2 separate regions of the Mus musculus genome follow, and region 2 is linked to region 1. The links are chromatin contacts, called in public Hi-C maps. All regions are on one chromosome and are shown on one strand. Each heading gives the region's core, a stretch centred on a gene start, on an enhancer-like site or on the middle of the called end of the contact. The rest is flanking DNA. Distances are from core to core; before and after follow the strand shown.

Evidence for each region. Hi-C and Micro-C count contacts between places; a contact is called where the count stands out from the background.
Region 2: a contact with region 1 is called in a Hi-C map of cerebellum, with 1.6 times the contacts expected there. The contact joins two enhancer-like sites. A contact is called at or near these places in 2 of 484 Hi-C or Micro-C datasets (bone marrow-derived macrophages and cerebellum), 2 of 115 datasets of contacts at active chromatin or transcription factors (embryonic stem cells and oligodendrocyte precursor cells) and 1 of 9 other capture datasets (embryonic stem cells).

Annotation. Positions count from the first base shown.
Region 1 is chr13:111,925,482-111,930,854 of GRCm38.p6, reverse strand. No RefSeq gene overlaps it. Among named protein-coding and RNA genes, the nearest start is that of Gm15326, 60 kb to the right of the region's middle. Within about 2 kb of position 2,039, at least 33 of the 459 cell types and tissues checked have an H3K27ac peak or open chromatin away from gene starts, as enhancers often do. A contact at or near this core is called in cerebellum, where this site is marked.
Region 2 is chr13:112,211,380-112,216,752 of GRCm38.p6, reverse strand. No RefSeq gene overlaps it. Among named protein-coding and RNA genes, the nearest start is that of Gm33849, 28 kb to the right of the region's middle. Within about 2 kb of position 2,877, at least 18 of the 459 cell types and tissues checked have an H3K27ac peak or open chromatin away from gene starts, as enhancers often do. A contact at or near this core is called in cerebellum, where this site is marked.

The DNA.
Region 1 (5,373 bases), core at 790-3,289:
CAAAGATGAAGTCAAAGCTTTCCATGAGCGCATCTTGGGTTGAATTGCCATTTGCAAGAATGATAAAGGCCGGGGGAGGGGGATTTGGATTTCAGGAGATTATGATCATGAGTTTAGTCCTAAATGTACCTCTTAGATATCCAACTAATAAAATTGGTTGACATAATTAGCAGACTGTCCTATTAGAGGTGTATCTCAAGGTTGCAGTTGAATACACAAAGAAGATTTATTTCCAGCCTGGAGACATGAATTTTGGTATCATTAACATGCAGATAATAGTGAAAGGGATGAGAGTGGATGACATCGCCTACTGAGAGTAGACAGAAAGGAAAATGCAGGGTCCTAGGACACTTCGATGCTTAGGGGTCATTAAGATAAGGAGGAACAGGCAAAAAGGTAGATGAAGATCCCAGAGCGGAAGATAAAGTTTGGCGGCCTGTATTCCCAGTAGGCCATGACCCACACTGATTCCAAAGACAGGTTAAACTCTAATGGAACGAAGAAGACACAGGAGGCTAAATTTGCTTTTCCCCCTTATGGTTCAGCCTGCCTAGAGTAATTTAGAGTATATTTTCTTGTTCAATTTTCATTGTATATATTCATCATATATGGTACTATGCTATGTGAGAACATTTTCATACAAGTATATATTATACAATGAACATATTCCTGTAATGTCCCCTCCTCTCTGCATCTTCTCCCTCTGTCTCACATTACTTCCCTTTGTTCCCCCAGATACTTTCACTTCTGCTTTTGTGTCATATGTACATACATGATGTTCTGTAACTATATAAAATCTAGGGCTCACAAGTGAGAAGAAACGTGGTGTTTGTCTCAATTCACTTAATCTGATTGCCTCAGGTTCATTCATTTCCTGCACACCATACAACATCATTCATTTTTATGGCTAACCAATCTCTAGTGTGTATATAGAACATGTTTTCATTCCTTTTTTTCCTTTTAGAATGCAGTTAGGAATGATGCTAGTTTAGTAAAGTAGAACTTGTAGGTTCGTCTCCAAGATCCATGACTTCAGCCACCTTGACGAGTGGGCTAGATTTCCAATGCCCGACATGATTTCTCTCCTGTTGAGAAGTAGATCACATTTTCTTTTTCTGTTCCTTGGTTAGCTTAGCTGCTAGGATAATGCTTCAGCAAACATTGATGTGTAAACATCTTTGCTATGTTGACTTGATGTCTTTTGAGTAAAGACCCAGGAGTATTATTGCTGGGTCATACGGTAGATCGAGTTTTAGGTTTTTGAGAAACAGATACTCGTGATCACCTTGCTAGAATTTTATGTACATGGTCTAAGGAGCTCACACCACCACAGTAGTTATGCAATTATCTCTATTTTACAAATACAGAGACATAGTTTAGTGACTTCCCCACTGTGACATATCTAAGTGTGGCAAAGGAGAGATAGCCCGGAACAGCTAACCTTTGGCATGTACTATACAGTTTTCCCTTTCCATTATATCAGAACAGTATATAGACTTTCAGATCTCCCAGGGTACACCCATTCCAACATAACGTATGAAAAGGGAAGCTTACAGTTGGCAATATAAACCTTGAATGCGCTGGTGAAAAAGAAAATGGATTCATGAACAGACTCAGAGTTATGCTTTCAAGTTCAAATGCAATTGAGTAAGAAACTAAACACAAGATAAGAGTGGTCAGATGACTCAAAGAGCAAGCTTTATCATCCCAGCACAGTTGAAGAGGACGCAGTACAACATTGTAAGAAGAACCATTAAAATATGACTATTATCGTGTCTTTATCATTCCCATAGCAACCTAGTATTCCCTGCCAAAAAAATAACTCAGTAGGCACCAAGAATTTTCAGCTACTCTTTTAGCACCAAACCCTTCCCACAGCCATTTGTATTAACATTTGCAAAAGATTTATTTCCCTTTGATTCAAATAATTCCACATTCCCAAGAATATCTGGACTGGAGCATGTCCAACTGCCCGCAGGGTCTGCAGCCGTCGCCTCTGTCCTGGGTAGCTCGCTCAGTGCCCATGAATAGCTCATTGTTGAAGACAAACCCACTGCAGAGAACAGAGGAAACACAGAAGAAGAGTCAGTGCCATGATCTGGAGACCAGTCTGGACTTCCAGCAATGAAGCTGGCAGCAGCAGCAAGCACCCCAGCCTGTTGTGAATTGGGGTGACCAGTGCTTCCCAGATCAAGGCTCCCTGAAGGTATTCCCCACTTCAGAATCCACCAGCAACTTACCTCCAGACATACTGAACCTAGATCCTTCTGTATAACCAAAAAGAAAACAATATAGGCTGAAACTCAAACTGAAAAATCAACCTCAAGCATTTGTATCAGGATCAAACACGGGTGCTATAGAAAAATACAAGATCGCTTTCAAGTAGTCTGCATGGCTTAACAACTGGCCAAAAATTTAAGAAGGGTTCTCACTTGATGAAGACTGAACTCTCAAATCTGCTCTGATGTTTGCTACTGACTTTCTACAAATATTCTGTTTATCCACTCAGGCTAATCAGCACATCAGAGAATGAACTAAGTGCCCACTTCAAATCAAGGGTTAAAAAGAATTATACCTTTTAGCTATTTGAGGGTGGTCAAAGAAACTCATAAGTTGTTTCGGTGATTGAACCAAACTCAGTTGCAGAGTTAATCAAATGTGGCATAATGCAGTCTTTTGACATAGGGATCATATTTGCCATCTCAGACATGTACTGGTCTACAATTAATGCCTGATGAGTATAACTTAGTAGCCACAAGCTTGTATTTTTGAGCATATGACTAATTTTAAAAGTTATACCTCCTGGTACTTATCCAGTCCTTCTTCAACTTATTTAGGATTTTACATTTTTACATAAGTCAGAAAAACACCATGATTATGGATAAATTTCCAGCCATATTCTTTTTCTTCCGGCATTCACAAATGCATCAAAACGTATTAGAGAAAAGTGATAAAGGGATCCAGTATGGTCTGGGGATTTGGCTTAGCAGTGTCATGCTTACCTAGTACATACACGGCCCTGAGTTTGATCCCTGGCACTACAGGAACACAGAAACAGCAGTGTGATTCAGTGGAGGTCACAACCTATCTGCAAATCCAATGGCCACGTCTTTTCAAGTAAACACATATCTGACTTTACACTCTAGGGGAAGGAGGGGATCACGCTAACTTGTTCTGACACACACTCCTCCTCCCCAACTGCTCTATTTACCATTCCTGAAACTAAAGCCAGAGGCCACACAGAATCTGAACCTCTAACCTATGGACATAGCCTTGTCTTCACTGAGGCCATTAGTGTATTAAAAACACAATGAAGAGCTGCTGGTTGGGCAAAGTCATTTTTCCTTTGACATTTAATTATCAGTAGAAAAGTATTTCTGTCTTAATACCCACATTCTGGCATATAATTACTGTAATAAAGTCTACTTCTTCCCTTTGGGTGACCGCTGCCAGTACCATGAAATCATGGCAATGGTTGTAAAAATAAGGGAGGTCACAGCCCTCCCCCACACACATACACACCCACTCTGCAGCTGATATTAAATAGCTTTGGTGGGAAAAGGCAGACCTTTAAACCCTCTACCAAACTCAATGCATTCTGCATTTAACTTCTTCCTTAAAACAGTTAGTGACGGAAGAATTCAAAAACTGCATATGGCCATGAGGGAGAAAAGAAGGCGCTCATACTTAATTAGCTACTAAGCCCAACTTGGACGAGGCATAACAACAACCATTTCTTTGTGCTAACTATCTTTAATGATATGCATTACATGCATTGGCCTGCCGGCTGCCCAGGCTGTTCCAGCTTCAGTTGTCTTCGCTTCTGGCAAAGGGCAACAATGTGGAAAGTCTCCATTTTGACATTTTGCCACTTTGGCAGAGAGAACTCCTAACAGCACGAGTACCCTCTGAACCTCTTCACTGTGGTCTCATGGCCACAAGATAGATGGTTGAAATCCAAGCGTGTCACATACTGGATGGATAGTCACCGCATGCTTTGGACAGCACTCCAGGTTTCGATTTGTCCTCTCCAGCATAAGCCAGTCAGATATTTTAATCCGATCACTTTCAACTCTCTTCTTATATAATTTCCCTGCTCCCAACCAAGACCTGAGTCAAGCCAATTCAGAATCATAAAAAGGACAGACAGGCCTCTGAGGGAATAGCTTGTCGATTTTTTTTTTAAATCCTCTACTTCATTATGTAATGAAAATATCCTTAAGAAAGTATCCGGCTTAAAACGTAAGCTTGAGTTGCTCTATTAAAATCGACCTCAGAAAAGATGCTGCTTGAGAACCAGGAGGCCAAGGTCTCTTCTGCACTTTGGGATGGGAAGTCACTGCAATCCATTGTTCTACAGTGCAGCATAAAAGCACGTAGGCTCCAGAAAATGAGATACATGTGAATGAGAACAAAGCACTAGAGTGCACACAACATAAAGAAGACTCAAAGATACCACCTTGCTCCAAACATTGCAACTCAGCTGCCATGGCCCCTGGCCTCTCATGTGGAGTTTTGTTTATAGAAGAAGATGGGCTTTCCACTGGGGAACCAGCAAGGAGTAAGCCTGGGTGGTTCTGTTCCTTAGGTGGTTCTGTTCCTAGCTTTCAATCCCCCAGTAACTGCACACATATGCCCCAGCATGTATGGCTATGAATCTTTGGTGACAATACTGGTCTATAATGGCTCCAAATCAGAAGTGACCTAAATGTCTGCTAAGGGCACAGTGGATCAACACATCGCATTGTGGCAAAAAAAAATCACACAACAGAGAACCACACAACAAGGAAATTATCAATCCAGAATTTTAGCGTGCCACAGCTTGCAAACACAATGCTGAATGGAAAAAAAAATAAGTAAGACATGAGAAAACACAGAAAATGTTATAGCAAAAGGGGAGTAAGCAGAAATCACCTTCCTTGTTTAGAAATGCCCATATTAGTAGTAAAATCCCATAAGAAAGTCAAGGAAACGATTACGGCAGTCTGAAGCTATTGGAGGGCAGAGGATAAAGAAGTTATAATTTGGATTCCAGCTTATGAAATAGGGGGATCTTCCAGGGTCTTAGCAACCTTCTGTTCTCATCTTTTAATTTTTTTTCCTTGTAAATATTTGACCTTTCATTTCACAGTTTCAAAACTAAGCAATAACGACAAAGCCGAAAGTCACTCCCCAAAACCAAAAGTTTGAACAAAAGCACTGTTTCGATCCAACTTTTTTATGTTAATTACAAGGCCCTGGAAGGCAGGGAGATTAGGAAGGTTGCCCATCTGTTCTGTGCCCAGATGGCATCTGTGGCTCCGGGGAGTGGCTGTCCTGTACTTAGGCACTGAAGCTTGGAGACACCACACCAAACAGAAGTTCTGTTGATAT
Region 2 (5,373 bases), core at 1,628-4,127, 290 kb before region 1:
CATTCAGCCACTGAGCATCTCCCCAGCCCCGCCTCCCTTCAACATTTATGGAACTTACTTTTAACAGAAAGTTTAAATTTAATCAACATCTTGAAACATCCCCCAAGCAAATACCGCGTAACCTTAACTTTGACATGAGATCTTGCGGTCACTACTTTTCTTTTTTTAAACATGCAGGCGGGCCCCGGGATGTTAGTTACTTTCCTTAATGCTATGGTAGATTGCTGCCACATGGATAAACTTAAGGAAGGAAGGGTTTACTCTAGCTCACAGTTTAAGGGTTCAGCTCAGCTCAGAGGAAAAGCCATGGAGGCAGAGTATGAGGCAGCTGAGACTGTTGCATCTACAACGGGAAGTACAAGAAAAAAAATGAATGCAAGTGTTCAACTTATGTAGGGATTGGTGAGGATGCTAAGACCCTGTTCCTCAATTGGTTCTTGATCCATCAATAAAGACACTAGCGACCAATGACTGAGGACAGGGCGGGACATTTAGAGTTGCATGGGAGGCAGGCAAAAATAGGGGAAGCATACCTGGGGTAGCAGGAGAGGTTTAGCAGTGCTCAGTCATTGAGTTAGCAAAGGCATTTTAAGATTAACTGGCGCGCGTGCGTGCGTGCGTGCGTGCGTGCGTGCGTGCGTGTGTGTGTGTGTGTGTGTGTGTGTGTGTGTGTGTGTGTGTTTGTGGTTGTTGTTTATCTGTGGATTCAAGGGCATCTGGGGGATGGCTGGTAGCCTGTTCCCGGAACTTCCGTTTCACGCAATCCAGGATCCCAAGTCATAAAATGGTGCCATTCACATTTAGGGTGAATCTTCTCACTTTGTTAAACCAAGTTTAGAGAATCCCTCACAGACATGACAAGAGGTCTGTCTCATGGGTGATGTCAGATCCTATCAAAGTGACATTGACCGTTGAGCATCTTTTCCATGGAACTTTCCAAGAACTCATTTTTTTTTCCTTCCCTTCCCTTCCCTTCCCTTCCCTTTCCTTTTCCTTTCCTTCCCTTCCCTTCCCTTCCCTTCCCTCCCCTCCCTTCCCCTTCCCTTTTCCCTTCCCTTTCCTTTTCTAAAACATAAGGTAAGATAAAAATGCATATAACAAGGCAATAAATAATACTATCATAACAAGTAAAGTCATACCTCAATCTTGTGATATACCTTAGCATTTAATTTTTAGCCTTTTCTTCTGAGTAGTTTTGATGTTTCATGCATCTAATGGGTTCTACAAAGATTGTAGAAATAAATTGGCCTGCAATGCAATAGGTAGCACTGACAAGAGCAGTTATTAGTGGCTTGGGCTAGACTTAGCTAAGGCATTAGTAAGCCCAGATATTAATCCATCTGGTCCGGTGAAAATTTCCCTAGACGGTCTTACTATGTAGCTCTGGCTTTCCTGGGACTCCCAGAGTTCTGCCGTTGCCTCTGTCTCCTGGGTGCTGCAATCAAAGACATACACCAGCATCTCTTACCCAGGGATTAGGCATTTTAAAGAAACAAAAGCCATCTAGACAGAGAAGTAGGATGCACACTGATGCATGCAGGAGTGGGCTGTGTAGCCTGTGTGGAAGATGGCATTGCTGATGGATGCGGGGGATGTAGAAGATAGCCCTTCTGTCCTCAACATGCCTATGGTTATTGTTACTTGGTTGCTTTTGGTGGACAAAAGATCATAGTGATCCTTCAAGCTCCTTTAATCTGCAACATTGTTTCTCTCAGTAAACACACATCTAGTGCTCTGAGAAAGAAAAAGAGAGAAGGGACGGCTGAAACTGCTATGTCGGTGGCTCACCAGCCTTCCAGGTTGAGGCCCAGCTGCAAACAGAAGCTCGGTTTAAAGCTACTGGATTAAAATCAAGCTTCCTAATTGGATACTCACGAAAAGATTTCAGAAGCTGGAAAATTTGGGTCTCTCAGCTTTTAATAGTGGGAATCAGGGAATAGTGATTCCTAGGACCCATTGCTTCCTGCTTTAACTTTTCATATTATGTAGTAAAATTACTATCATTTTCTATATGTGCTGAGCATGGGAGTACCAGATTAGGACATCATCTTCTGATGGGGGTCATCACCTGAAATTATTACCAGTCATTATCACTTCAGCAAGAATTTTTTTTTTTTAATGAATTTTGTCCCTGCCAGTTATCAATGGGAAGGACATTTGTCTGGCCAGTCTTGGGAAGGGAGTTGGTGGGAATATGGGTACAAGCCAGCCCACTTAGAAAAGGAAGACAGAACGGTAAACCTGGCGTCGCAAAGGTCAGAGGGAAGCAAAACCCTGTGACAAGGACTCTAGAGAGAGAAGAGGACACTGATGTGGCCACCAAGGCCCAAGGCTCCGAGGCAGTAGCTCAGTCCCTGTCAGCATAGCACACAAAACCGCAGATTTTCTTTTTTCTTCTGGAAGAGAGTTCTCTCACAGGGTGTGTGCTCCTCTGAGAGACCACGAGTAGATTCCTCACCTGGAAGAAGTCAGACTTGAGTTTTCAAAGGATGGGTGAAGAATGCCAAATGGGGGAATCCGTCAAGGAAGGAGACAGGTCCTGACAGACCCAGACTGAAGAAACAAAGCTGCCTCCCGCCTCCTCCCACCCCCACATCCTTTTCCTCCGTTTCCCAACTCCTTCCCATTGCTCTGACTCATGAGTGTCAGCCACGGGGGTGCTCCTCGTCTCTCAGCCTGATCTCTCACTGTGGGGCCTTTTCTTCTCATCCTTTTCCACAGGGTCGGGCAGGAGTCCAGACACATCCACTTTCCCAAAGGCCCCCACAGATGGGTAGCTTCCTGGCAGGCAACTTCCCCAGGCCAAAATGATTCGCCTCCTAGCACGGTGCGACAGACGGACACGCTGAAGCTCGGGCTTTTCCACCGAGGGGCTTCACACAGCCTTGCCAATTCTTTACCAGGCCCCTCTTTGCCGTTGGCCAGTCTCCTTTCACAGCACTCTCTGTCCATCACCCGCCCCGGTAGCCAAAGGCTCTTTCAGTTCTCTCGGCTTCATCTTGGACTCTGGCCGACTGAAGCTTGTCAAGGAGATGCCTGATGTCCCTTCCGCCACCACCGTTAGCGGCTTCAGATCCTTCACCTCAGTGATGCGCTTCAGAGAAGGGAGTTCTCACGTCTAAATCAGGGAGTATTCGACCAAGGCACCAAGAGAATGATAGCTACACGGTCATTTTCGAATGGAAATGTAAAGATAAAGATGTACTGAAGCCAGGGAAATAAAATCCTCAGAAGAGAGTTGAAGAGGATTGGGGGAAGGGTGTGGAGAAAAAAACAAAACAAAACAAAACAAAACAGAGATTGTCCTTGTGAACAACCGAAGACCTCTTATAGGGAGTCCAAAATTACACTAAAAATCTTAAAAGATGGCTTTAGAACCAGGAAGCATTGTTTCTTGTTTAAATCCACATTCACACCAGAGCTCTGCGAATATGCTGGTTCCGTCGGTGACTGACTAGCTCCTTTGCTCCCCTGTGAGTGTAAAACCCATTCTTTGGTAACTCAGCCCCACCCCTCTGTATGCCACTCCTTTCTCTCTCCCTGTGAGAGGTCCCATCGTTAGACATCTGAAGGTAATGCCAGGCGAGAAACTTTTACGTGCTTGGTGCAGGACACAGGGACAGAACAGAATTCTCCCATCTGTCTGGCCACAGGGCCCATATTCCATGTATGGCCTCCAACCCTTCCAGTTTTGTTGGATGAATTTAATTTATGTGCCGTCTGGACGTAGAAACCCCAGCTTCAGGACATATTACTCTCATCCAACTCTTAGAACAGCAGGGAAGCCGATCCCTTTAGCGTGGCAATGATGCCCTAAAGGTCAAGACACTAACCACTCACATCTCTGGGGAGTATACAGCCAAGGTGTGAAGAGTGTGGCTTGGGCCCTGCAGTGGCCTGCCGGGACGCTAAGTTCTCCACCAAGCCTTGTCTGAATCCAGTGACATCGCCCCAGATTCACTCACAAGGACCTACAGCCATGCGGCGGCATCGCGGCCATGGGCTATCATTCTCTTCTCTGTCTTCCAATCCCCCCAGTGTGCTTCTATCGCAGGGGCTTCCTTGGCTTCCCGAGACCTGGATGTGGTCCCTCTCTGCCCTTCCTTACTTCATCTAAAGTTTAGATGAACTTCTAAACAGTTTGAACCACAGGGAGGCGCTGGTGGGGGAGGGGCGGAGTTATCACTACCCTGTGAGAGATCCTTAGAGGGAAACCAGCCCCCCCGCCACCCTCAGCAGGCTACATTTTAACATTTCCGCACTTCATCTTATCCTACGATCATAGCTGAACACACAGGGAAAGTCTATCACTTACTGCTCTTCGCTTCTGTCAGGCAGGGGTTAGGCTCATTTTGCCTCCTAGAACTACTCGGAGGTTGGAGACTCATCGGGCCCTCGTGGCTGGTAGTACTGTGGCGTCTAATAAGTGATATGCATCCGCCAGGATGCTGGAATCAGTTTCTTAACAATGTTGGGCGCAACAGTGAGTTTCTTTTTGGAGAGGCTCTCTGGAACCTCCAAATGGCTGTGGGGGCTGGGATGCCTTTATTCTCGGCCACACCACAGCCCGTTGGCACCGGATCTCTGACCTGCGGTGGTTTTTACAGTGCAGCCCCGTCCTGGTTCTGACTCCTCCGCATTCATCTGTATTCCCAAGGGAGGCAGAGAGTGTAAACCAGACACTAGAGTGAGCCTGGGAAGGCCCAGAGGCTTTGAAAGGAGCTGGCTAACCGGGCACTTGGGAATGATGCCCTTTCTCTCTTTGGTGTCCTTTTATCTGGCTCCAGTTGGCTTCAGAAGGCCAGCCAGCTCCAGCCTCCCACCCCTGTCTGGGGTAGCAGCAGGCAGGGGCAGGGGCGGGACAACCAACTTCTTCACTCTATCTTGCTCTGGCCATATTCATCACGGTGGCTTTTGCATTCACAAAACTAAAATGTATAAGCCCACCCTCCCTGCAACTCTCTCCCTATTTACCTATTTATATTTTGAGACAGAGTGTTCCTCTGTAGCTCAGGCCCAAATTCATCTTCCTGTCTTTACTTCTTGAGTGATGGAATTACATGCCTGAGCCACTACATCCGGCTAGTATCTTCTTTCTTTAAACAACTAATTAGTTGTTAGTTATAGTTATAATTAGTTAATTAGTTATGTAGGTGTGTATGTGTGTGTGGTGTGTGTGTGTGTGTGCACGCATGTGTATCTATATGTGTATGGGTGCAGGTGCATATACATTGCTTTTCAACACAGTTAACTGACTCATTTTCTCTAAATATGATTTTATCTCACACTTGAAGAGAAGACAGATTCCTAAGTATCAGAGTTCAGGTTTGGAGCCTCTGCCAGTTTGTCTCGAGCACTAGAATAATTCTGCAG